Regions from separate parts of the Gossypium hirsutum genome. Here region 1 is linked to region 2. Evidence: chromatin contacts called from public Hi-C data. All regions are on one chromosome and are shown on one strand. The core of a region is the stretch at or near the end of the contact, and the rest is flanking DNA. Distances in the headings are between cores, read along the strand shown.

Region 1 (6,069 bases), core at 1,258-3,757, 160 kb before region 2:
TGCATTGTTTATGTAAGAAATAAAAAGAGTCTATTGAGTTGCAAATCTAAGCTTACTAGGGGGAAGCTTAGAGGGAGAGTGATCTAGTCTTTGTACAATGGTGAGGTCACTAAATTGGTGAGAGTTAGACCAATGTTAGGGCTTAAATCATTGGTTTTATTGTAATAAAGATAGTGGATCATTGCTTTGGGTAAGACCCCTTAGACGTAGACTGAGGTCGAACTGCGTAAACAATCTCGGTTTCATCTTTGTCTTTTACGCACTTTTAGTTTCATGGTTGAAACTATGGCTCCAATTCCAAGCATTATTATAGCCACAATTTTTGTTGGTGAAGCAAGTAATCCCTTCGTTTCTACAGATTCTCATCTTTTCACAAAATCTTTCTTTAATATAACTAAATTTTAACTTAATTAATAATCATCTAATGGTTGAGATTATCCTTGAGAAAAGTTAATGAAAATGAATGGATGGAATCATAACATCCACTAACCATGTCTTAATAAGGAATTAATATCACTTAAGGACTTGTTAAAAAGACTCATCTAATTCGTCAAATTCTAGCCTCTTTGCAATTTAACCCCTTATTGTACTAATTACTAATATATCTAGACATTTTTCTTAATAAATCTAATGCTTGGGTTATAATTATCTAACATCTTAATATAATAAACTAAAAAAAATTGGAGAAGAAATAACTTCTAACCTTCCGAGATATCAATCGGCAATGGTGGTCTCACACATGAAAGAAAATTTATTTCTTTCCTTTCTTTTGTTTGTCATTTGGAGGAAAAAGATAAAATTGAAACACAATACTTCTTTTTCTCATCTTTTTATATTGCTTTTCTTTTAATTTTAACAAAATCATCTTTTAATCTAATGGTGGAGATTTAGGTAAAAAGTATTTAGTGGAAATCAATGGCTTTAGACATGGTTATCCACTAGCTAAATGTTAGTGGTGGTTAAATTACATTTTAAGGGCCTTGATTATTAATTCACCTAATCCTTCAGTTCTAGCTTTCTTCTAATTTAGCCCATGTACTATATTTAATAATTTATCTTATTTAATTCCTTAGTAAAATCAATCATATGGTTTCGTATATGTCTTTTAACTACTTGATTAAAAATTTTGACTAACTCAATTTAAGATATTTGATCCCAAAATTAAAATTTTCAACACCGGTGAAAATCAGATTATTACATGTGACATTCTTGGTGTGACTTAATTTGATTAAATTATAAATGAATAAATCTATAAATGGATATAGGATAAATTCAACTTGAGTCTTATCCAATGTATTGTCAGTCTAGACAATCACATTTATGTCTTAATTTCCGGGAGTCACAACATGAACATCACAAATGAATAACTCCATAAATAGATCTATGATAAATTCAACGTGGGTCTATCTAATGTATTGTTAGTCTAGACAATCACATTAATGTCTCTATTTTTGGGAGTCAATCCTACTCCAATAGTCAAGACAAACTATCTCCCCAATCACACTTATAGACAGCATAATAGTCTCATATTATTTAAATCATTTGCTCAATTTGATTTTTGTGGAATTAGATTACCTATTAATATAAATTGTTTTCTCACATTATAATCCATTCATATAACGCAAGTCAATATTTGTTAAACCCTAGGTAATCAATGAACCAATATTTGCTTATACATTTTGCTTTACTTGTAAAAACGATTAAGGACGACACAACATATAGATAATGAATTACATTTGTTTATTCTCAAGAATAATCAGTTTTTCATTTTAGTAATTTATCAAATATGATGAAATTACTACACTTAGGGCACAAAAATTCTAACAGTATCATAGTTATACACTTTCAATCAACATTTTGTCTACTATTTATTTAAAATCTCCTACCTTTTAAGAAGATTTCATACATCAACACAAATTACTATTGATAATTATCACAACGTTCCTACCTAAACAAAAGCATCATTTCAAATTGAAAATCCCTAAAGGGATACTTATCAATCCCTCATAGATGCATAATCAATAAGATGTCTTTTTCAAATTATACTCCAAATTAATTAATAAAGCACAATTCCTCAAAGGATACATTAACAATCACTGTGGGGATACAATGCCAATCCCTTATGGAATACAAAATTATCAAATAAAGACTTCTTCAAATGATGCTCCCACTTAATCAACGGAGCTCATTCATTTTCAAAGGACATATTCTAACCTCATCAAGAGATATATCATTATCTCCTCATAAGGTACAATTTTCCCTTCTCAAAGGACATATTATCCCTTCCTCAGAGAATACACTATTGCACCCAACAAGTATACTTACGAAAATATAATCCTGACCTTTGAATTAGGTCCTTACTAAGTCACTTTATAACCTATCTCGAATTTAAGGGGAAATATTGTTATATTGGTCAAGATTTTGGGCTTCAAGCCCAATATAATTAACATACAACCCACGCTTTGCCAAGCCGACAAATGGCACAAGGAAATTGGACGGGATAAGGCTACCAAATCCAAACAGTAATACCAACAAAGAGGCTCGAAATGCAATAATGGCAGGTCAAAGACATACCTTTTATCCGACCACGTATAGATCCCCACAAGCCCCTAAGAACACAACCTTAGAAGTAACCAACAACCTTGGATGTAAGGTAAAAGGGAGACTTATCGTCAAGTATGAACACATATACTCAATATACTTAACCCAAATGTCCCTTAGATCCTATTATTGCCCTGCATCTGGGTGAAGTATCAAAAGAGCATCCTAGAGCAGAAACTCTTTATCATTAGTCTTTAGGCTTTCATTCATCCTCAACGCAAAACCCCTTTAGCCATACCTGTTTCAGAGTGACTAACACAATTTTTTTTCATTTTGTTTCATTATTGAAAGTTATTTATTTTCAAATAAAACTAATCATAGAAATGAAACATAAATGATAATAACTATATTTTATTTATGTTCCATTTTGTAATTATGTTATATATGTTAACTTTTGATTGTTATCTTGTGAAGCATAGAAAAAGTGTTACCCTGGAACATATATAAGTATAATATATCAAATATTTCAAATACAAAAATAATAATATGTAGCATGTTTGTTAGCATGTCATGTTTTTAAATCATATCCAAAATTATCTAGCGTAAGAACAACTAATCTTAACTCACAGGCAAGGTTCTTAAAATTTAAATACAAACGAGTAATTTTAAGTTATAAAAATCATATTAACTGATAAATTTAAACTCAAGATTTTGAAAATAAATTATTGGGCCTTTTTCTTGAAGGAGAGAGCAAGCCCAAGTGGCTATAAGATCAAGTGACTGCAACCTTTTCTACTTCATTATTTATGTCGAAGCACCAATGCTTTCATGTTGGTTAAGGATTTTCTTTTTAAAATTTTGAATTTAAGAAAAATCTTTAGAGATTAACTTCAAATTATTATTCTATACTTATATTATGCCAACACAAATCGTCTGCCCCTTAGGCCATCTATATCTTCCTTTTCACTTTATTTCTTTTAACTTTCATAATTCAATTCTCCAATTTTATTTTAATTGAAATGGATAAGTTCCAATAATAAAAGAAATTAAATCAATATTTTTAATTTATAGAAAAAAAATATTAAATAGTCTAATAAGTTGAATTTGGACAAGATGGTCAGCTACAAAAAAAAAAAAAAACTTTGAACTTATTCCGATAATTATTGAGCCGAACTCAAACTTGAATATTTCTATTTATCAATAAAGTTAAATTCAACGTTAAACCGCTCTTAGGCTTTATTGAACTTTTTACATTTCATATATATAATACTTTAGTATTTTTAAGATAATGTTATAAGTTTTTGGATTTACTCTATCGGAAATAAAATAATTTTATTTTTTTTAAAAATAGCTATAGATCCAAACATGTCTTTGTGCATACATTTTCAACTTTTTATTGGTTTGATTGTTATGTAGGCTTTAATTCATAAAAAGTTGAGTAGTTAGTGAAAGTTTCAATAATTGACGCTTTTACTGGAAATGGGCTCAACTTGCCATCTCCTTTCACTGCTTCCGCACGTTAAATCCCATGAAAAGATTAGCTCTCAAATAATTTGTTGATACCTATGATAGCTTTGCTTAACTATTTATTTTATTGTTATGTTTGAAATATTTATATTTTTGATCATATACTCAATCCAACTATAAAAGGTTTCAAATTTTGATTTTTTTGTGCTTTGAAAACTAAAATTTTAGATTTGAAAATCATGATTTACAAGTTCATGATGTCCGAACTCTTTGTTGGGAGTTAATTCAATCGACATATGTGAGTAATATTGGGTGAAAAATATGAGAATGAACGGTCGAAACATATTGTTTCAATCCTCAATCAGTATCAAGTAGTTTAAGTTTTATTTTGATTAAAGTTTCGGTGTCTATCGAGATAATCTTTGATTAAGATTTCGGTGCCTAATTTTTTTTTTTGGGATGGAAGAGAAGAAGTTTAATGTTGATTGTTGATTGTTGATTGTCGATTAATCTTTGTGTCTATTGAGACATTACTACATTGATCTACTTTTTATAAAAAAAGAAAATTAATATATTATTTTTTATTGGATGAAAAGTAACATTTGCTTAATTTGCACAATCTCTTCAAACTCAAATCTTTCTTCCAACGTATAATAACAGTGTGTTTGGGCAAATGGGAAATGGAAGTAGAGCCCGGTGAGAGGCTGATGATGATGAATAGTGCGTATGGTATGGGTTTATGAATTTTTTTTTTTAAAATTGAAATGGGTATTTGGAGTTAGTAGAGAGGTTTTAGAAAAACATATTTTTCTTTTATTTTAATGATTTACTTAATTTATTATTATCCTAATAAAAGATAAAAGATAATCATAATAAACTTTTATTACTGACCTAACGAGAGAGTGTTTAAACGATAAAATTTCAAAAACGTTTGTAACCAACTTCAATTTTTTATACCTAAATCTAATGCTAAGTTCATCATCATTTGTTAGTTTGACATCATTATCTTTATTAAAAAATTATTTTCAATTTTATTTTATTACTAAAAATATATATGTTTTTAAAATTTTAATTAAATATATTTTATTTAATGGTGAGAAAAAATTGGTTCGGTTCTAAAAAATGGTTTTTTTTCGAATTTCAAGTTAATCAAATCGAGTTTTTCGATTTTTTTGAATAAACTTGAATAAGTAATTTAAGTTTGAATCAAATTGAATTTTACAAATTAAATAAATCAAATAATTTGAATAACTCGAATAACATATTGGTGTAAATACTCATTGGATCCTTAATAGTTTTGAAAATGTACAAATTGAGATCTCTAAAAAAATCTTCAATATATTTATAAAATAATTTTCCAAAATTTTATAAAAATATATAAATTAAAAAGTAAATAAAATCTAAAAAAATATATAAAAGGTTAAATTATATATTTAAAAAAAACACAAGATGATAAATTTGAGGCATTAAATATGTAAATTATGAAATCAAGTTTATCATATTGATTATCTTGCTTTTATTTTTATTTTGTTTTAAAAGAGTTTCAAATATATATAGTATTTATGTTCTTTTAACTCATCATTTATTCATTGTCAACAAGATCTTAATATGGTTGGCTTAAATTTTTTTAGTTTAACTTGAACAAATTTATTAGACTCTACTCAATTTTGAAAAAAAAATTGAACTAGGATGATAAGATATGACTCGTCAAATCAACTAATTCGAATTTTTTTTACTTGATTCGATTTATTTCGATCGAACACTCATCTCTAGTTTTATTTATTTACAAAATAGCAAAAGATGTTTCAAGTGAACTTGAAAGAGCATAATATATATATATATTTTGTTTTGAAATTTTTAGAATCTTCACTTGACGCATATAGAAATCTATTTGCAGGATATGGAAAGTGCATACATACATACATATCATTTTCTTCACTATCCATGACCGCAATAATTCGTGAAGTTTTCAATTTCGATTTAGTCATAGATCAGGGACGAAGTTAAAAATTTTAGAGACAAAATTATATTATATATTTTTATAGGAGTTGAAATATAATT
Region 2 (6,410 bases), core at 2,124-4,623:
AACATTAACTATAGAAAATAAGAATAAACAAAGTAAGCTTAAATAGCTTAGTAAGTTCATAGTTAAAATTCAATTTAATTTACCTCACTTAAACAATGTGAAAACTAACATAACTTAGTTTAATTAAACCTAACAATCATTTACAAGAATACATATGATCAGTACACAATTACTTCACTATATACTTTATATTCCACAATTTTTCAAGCCAAATCAATTCACATAAATATACATATCTCTACATTTCATCACATCAATACCATAATGAAATATATTTGCATAATCATTCTTGATACAACCTTCAAACAAATATACACCGGAATTATCAATTAATTTTAACCTTAGTCACATATTTTCATAGCCCGATGAACTATAGTAACATGACTTGGATACTCGGGTACTCCAAATCACACTAGAGAGCATTGAAATGCTAATAGAGGCACCAAAGTGCAATCCTGTACAAACACGCATTCTAACCCTATTGGCATACCAACCGTATCCTAATTGTTTACTATGTTCAAACGGACATTTAATAGAGTTTATTACAATTATAATTTAGAGGCACTTCCAGAAACACACTCGTACACATGCTATCAATCAATTAAGTTCATTTCAATATCATATAACCATATTATCCCAAATAATAATCAATTATCGAATATCCATTTTATCACATGTACTTAATTGTAAGCATTTTAAAATTTACAACTTAATATCGAAATTTAACATCAAATAAAATTGAACCAAAACATATTTGCACAAGTTATAAATAAACACGTATATATATATTTATTTATTTGAACTTACCAAAGATATGCTATCGGTTGACTCGTAAGGACTAATCCGTGACTTTCCCTTTTCCCCGGTTATCCCCTGTATGATTAAATTCAATTTATCAAATTCAAATACATTATCAAACTCATTTCTACGTATATGACCTTTAAATTTCATTTTAAAATTTTTTTCCTGAACTTTTATACTTTATTCAATTTAATCCCTAAAATAAAATAAAAACTTATTTCCACAATTAGTCCTTAAAGCCTTTGTGTTGAATTCATTAATACCTCAAAATATTCCTCAGTTGTTGACATTTCACAAGAAAAACATGACGTATTTAATTTATTTTCAATTTAATCCCTAAACATAAAAACTATATAAAACCACTTTACAAACTAGCCCAAAATCACCATCAAGCTTCAAAAATATCAATGGAAAGTTTTCAAAAATTTTATAAAATCACAAATTAGTCCTTGGGATAGATAAACTAAGTATCAATGATCTCAAAAACATAAAATTTACGAAAAACGAACTCAAAAACAGACTGGCATGCAAGAGATTATCAATGGCCAAACCTTAAAGCTCTTCAATCGCTTCAATTTCTTCTAATTTTGGTGGAAAACCTAATGAAGAAGATGAATTATTTTATTTTTCTTTTGTTTATGTTTTATTATTAATCAAATTATTATTTTGCCCTTAATGTTATCAACAAATTCAACTAATTTCTAACCTTAAAACGTCCACCATAACCTATTATGGTCTAAATACCATATAAGCCCTCCATCATTTACTATATAAGCTACTTAATCAATAAAATTTAATAATGATAAGGTTTTATGTTTTTTGCAATTTAGTCATTTTTCTTAAATTAACTAATCAAACATTAAAATTCTTGAATTGAACCTTCACATACCAATATAATAACTTCGTAAATATTTACGGTCTCAGTTTACGGAAACGAGGTCTTGATACCTCATTTTTCAAAACCACTTGACTTTCGAGGAAAACCACTTGTACTTAACTTTTTGTTCAATTAGAAAAAAATTATCAAATCAAAATTCAATATAAACTATATTTGACTCGTATAAAATAAGTAATAATTACGGACTCATTGTCAGATCTGTAGTCCTAAAACCACTGTTTTCGACTCCACTGAAAACAAACTGTTACAACTGTTTATGCACCATAAACATTATGCCAAACGTTTCATGCATTTTCATATCAACACAACAAGCCTCACGATACATCAATATTCAGTTAAAGAGTAACTCATCATTTACACAACATTCAACCATAGAATAACGCATCATTTGCACAACACTCAACCAAACATGCCTAGCACACTATATTGAAAATAAATGAATAACCTTCTAGGAACTGAGTTCTAGAACTCACATGGAGGTTGACGCCAAATCCATCTACTTAGTTTTTCCAGCTACTTGAGCCTCCAGCTTACAAAACATAACAACCATTTCAAAATTTCCAATGAAGATAATTCATCATCATAAGAACCATACTTGTGGAAAAGAAATGGGAGAAACCACCAATTGACAAAGTCAAGATTAATTTTGATGTAACCATTATTAAGAAAAAAATAGGTTTTGGCGTCCTTGCTCGTGATTCTGAGGGTTTTGTTATGGGTGGGAGTTTTAAAGTGGAAAGGTTGCAGGCCGAGTGGGATCAATTTTATGCGCTTGAAGAAAGTATTAATGTGGCGAGTACCCTGAACATTGCTAATGCTATTCTCAAAACAGGCTGCGCTAGCCTGGCAAACAGAATAAGGAATCGAAGAGTGGACATTACTATTATGGGGCATCGTATCGATGATCTGTTTAATTCCAATGATATGCTTCACAATGCGAAGTTCAAGTGGGCCAATCGCAATTGCAATAAGGCTACAAATTTTAAGAACAAGTATGCTATAACAAATAATTGTAACTCGAATTTTGGGATGAATTACCCTACGACAATTCATGATTATGTAATGTTTGATGCTATTAATTGAAGTTGACTTTTTAGGTTTTTTTTAAAAAAATAAACTATGTTATCAAAGAAAAAAAAGAAGAAGAAAAGAAAACTCATGAGCACCGCGATGCTATTAATTGAAGTTGACTTTTTAGGTTTTTTTTTAAAAAATAAACTATGTTATCAAAGAAAAAAAAAGAAGAAGAAAAGAAAACTCATGAGCACCGCATTTCCCTTGACATCTTTATTACTAACTCAGGGTTCGTTCAAAAACGATAGGACTAATTATGATAAGATTTAAAATAATAACGAACGAGAGATTTTATTCTAATGATGAAATGAGATGATGATGATGTTGATAGTAGTAGTAATAGTCAAAAGCAATGATAAAATTGAGATGAATCATAGTAAGAAAAATTAAAATATTAGATTAAAGTGTACATATTTTAAATAAAAAAAAGTACTGTGTGATATTTTTTAAGATCATATAAAATATTAATGCTAAAACTAAAAAACTGATTTCAAAGCTGTTGTCAAGTGTGACGAGCTTGAGTCAAACTTGAGGTACTTACCTTACCTCTAACAAAATCACATTCTTTACATTTAGTCCTTGCGATCTTTTAAAGAAGAAAATATTGCTTCGACTTCTCAACTTTATTTTAATGTGATTTTGTTCTCATTCCCTTGTAAATATTAGAGAGAGTTGTTTTAGTTTTAATTAGATCAGTTCCAAGCATTCCCATTTAAAAAAAATATATTTCTCTATTTTATCATTTTCTTTGGTGCACTGTTATCTCTCTCGTCTCGTTAATAGCAAAAGATAAACCTTCGTCTATCCCTCTCTCATTTTATTTGCACGGCTCCAGAGGTAGGCCATTGAGAGAAAAGTAAAGGTCGAAAACTCTCAAAACCCCTATCCCAAACGGTGAATCTGGGAAAACCCACTCAGCTCATTTAGATCCCTATCAAATCTGCAAAAAACATACCATGATTTGATCCCAAAACCCCACCCCAAACAAATGGGTTTTGGTTTTTCTTCAAAACCCTTCTTCCTTTTCCTCTCATTTCTTGTTTTCTTTACCAATCTTGAACTTTACCCTCTTGTTGAATCAGCCCCTGATTACATAACTTTGGTCTACAAAGGTTGTGCTAAGCAGTCTTTCACAGATCCAGCTGGGATATACTCCCAGGCCTTGTCTGCCTTGTTTCAGACCTTGCTTTCACAGTCCATGAAGGTAAAGTTTTACAAGACAACAACGGGTACTGGCCAAACCACAATCACTGGTCTTTTTCAATGTAGGGGAGATCTCAGTAACAGTGATTGTTACAGCTGTGCCAGCAGGCTTCCAACTTTAGCCGACAAACTTTGTGGCAAAACTTTAGCTGCAAGAATCCAACTTTATGGTTGCTACATGTTGTATGAAGTTGCTGGGTTTGCTCAAATCTCTGGCATGAAGATGTTGTTCAAGACTTGTGGTGCTACAAATGTTGCCGGGACTGGGTTTGAAGAGAGGAGGGACACTGCCTTTTCAGTGTTGGAAACTGGGGTGGTTAGCAACCATGGTTTTTACACCACAAATTACCAATCTGTTTATCTTTTGGGGCAATGTGAAGGAGATGTGGGGGATTCAGATTGTGGTGAGTGCGTAAAGAGTGCTGTTCAAAGAGCTCAAGTTGAGTGTGGGAGTTCCATCTCAGGTCAAATCTATCTTCACAAATGCTTTATCAGTTACAACTATTATCCTAATGGGGTCCCTAGAAGATCATCTTCTTCTTCATATCCACATCCTTCTTCATCTTCATCAGGTATTGTATGAAATTGAATCCTTTTTCAGAATAAAGACTTCAGAATGGTTGAATAAATTATGTGTTTGATTGATGTAGGAACAGGGCAAAATACAGGGAAGACAGTGGCTATAATATTAGGAGGGGCAGCAAGTGTTGGATTCCTAGTCATTTTGTTGATGTTTGCAAGGGGTGTGATGAAAAAACATGACGGTATGTATTTCTGTAATACACACAAATTGATCTATATACTGTATTCTCTATTTATGCTTTCAAATGTTGAATCTTTTCTTCTTTATTTTTCCAGATTACTGAAGGGTTCAGAGCTCATTTAGAGGTGGGATTCTTTCTAGTTGAAAATTTCTTTCCTTGTTTATCATTTTGAAATGGGTTTTTGACTTTTTGTTGTTGAATGTAATTTGGTGAAGAAAAAACCAGGCATATATATATTCGAGGGTCTCACCAATTATATCTAGCAGCAGTTCAAATTTAATTCTAGTATATGCAAATTTTCTTTTTCTCCTTGAAAATGTAAACATGAATTTTTTTTTCACAAAATGTGAAAAAAGAGGTTATGTAATATTATAAGCGACTATAAAAGAACTATTGTTTTTTTTCCTTCAGAATTTAGCACCTTTTTATTTCCTGGCCATGTGGGTGTTCGTCTCCTTTTTTTTTTTCTCTCCATTTTCTTCATGTCTTTATATGCTGTATACAAAGTAGTTTAGCCATGATGCTTGCTTTTTTTAGTTTGGTTTTAATTTAATTATACAATCTTTTTTCCATGCCAATAAAATATTTCAGAAGAAAAAAGTTAAAAGTGTTGCCCTAGATTTTGAGCAGAATCATCACTAAATTTCTTTAATCTTTATTTATTGTAGAATATTTGTGTCCATGTTAGCTTCTATTAGACATTAATGCTTTTTTTTTTTTGTAAAATTGTTTATATATATTTGAAGAATAATCTCGCCTTGTATCTTATAAGATAATTTGATGTTCTATTTGGAAGTATGAATTTAAAATTTAGGATTTTATTTGATTTCATTTCGTAAGATGGAAAACTAAGAAAAAAATATAAATATTTATATGATTTCAAATCCACCACAAAATAAATATAAAATTGATCTTTTTAATCTTTAATTTTCCTTTTATAGTAGAATGTTTGGTAGTTTGATGCATGGTTAATGCATAAAATTTATGTCTTTTTAATAAATTTTAACCTGTTATCTCATCTCATTAATGAGTAAAAAGAAAAAGAAATTGTAGCACCTGTCAATCAATACCTAGGTCCCTAAATAGGTGGGTTTAAGGTTAATATTATTTTCCTAAAGTTTGAATTGAAAATAATAATATACGCATTTATAACTTTTTGTTTAATTGATAAAGAAAAATATTTAACTTTTGACCTTTCAATTTTTTCAATTTTTCCCTTAATTTAGTAAACTATTTTTAATTTTGGTCCATGCATTCCATTTAAAATGTATTATTTCTTTTGATAAGAATGGAAAACATAAAATTGTAATTAACCAACCACCATTTTTGGCGTCAAAACTTCATTTGTATCTTCATTTAGTAAATTATGAATTGCATCTGGTGGAGAGTAAAAGATAAAACATTATAATAGTCGATTCCAAACCATTGAAGCTAGACTATCAGCGAGTTTATTACATTTTTTATAGGTATGCTAAATAGGTATGTTAAATAATTGTCTCTCACTCCTTATTCATGAACTTGTGAGCCTCCCTATACAATCGATGTTCACCAAATTTAGCATTACTAGACAACATATTAGCAACCTCCATACTATCTATTTTTCGAATGATTCTTCGATGCCCATTCCTCTAGGCAATCTTAAGTCCTTCAACAACACCCAAAGTTCTGCT

Evidence for each region. Hi-C and Micro-C count contacts between places; a contact is called where the count stands out from the background.
Region 1: a contact with region 2 is called in a Hi-C map of leaf, with 2.0 times the contacts expected there. The contact joins the enhancer-like site here to the promoter of LOC107914980 in region 2. A contact is called at or near these places in 2 of 34 Hi-C or Micro-C datasets (both in leaf).

What each region holds. Positions count from the first base shown.
Region 1 is chrD10:45,737,924-45,743,992 of Gossypium_hirsutum_v2.1, reverse strand. No RefSeq gene overlaps it. Among protein-coding and RNA genes, the nearest start is that of LOC107914977, 28 kb to the left of the region's middle. Within about 2 kb of position 2,507, at least 2 of the 9 cell types and tissues checked have an H3K27ac peak or open chromatin away from gene starts, as enhancers often do. A contact at or near this core is called in leaf, where this site is marked.
Region 2 is chrD10:45,576,121-45,582,530 of Gossypium_hirsutum_v2.1, reverse strand. LOC107914980 (plasmodesmata-located protein 2) reads left to right here and starts at 3,373. Exons shown (of 3, transcript XM_016844061.2): 1 at 3,373-4,548; 2 at 4,627-4,740; 3 at 4,835-5,144. The coding sequence starts at 3,762. The coding sequence ends at 4,842.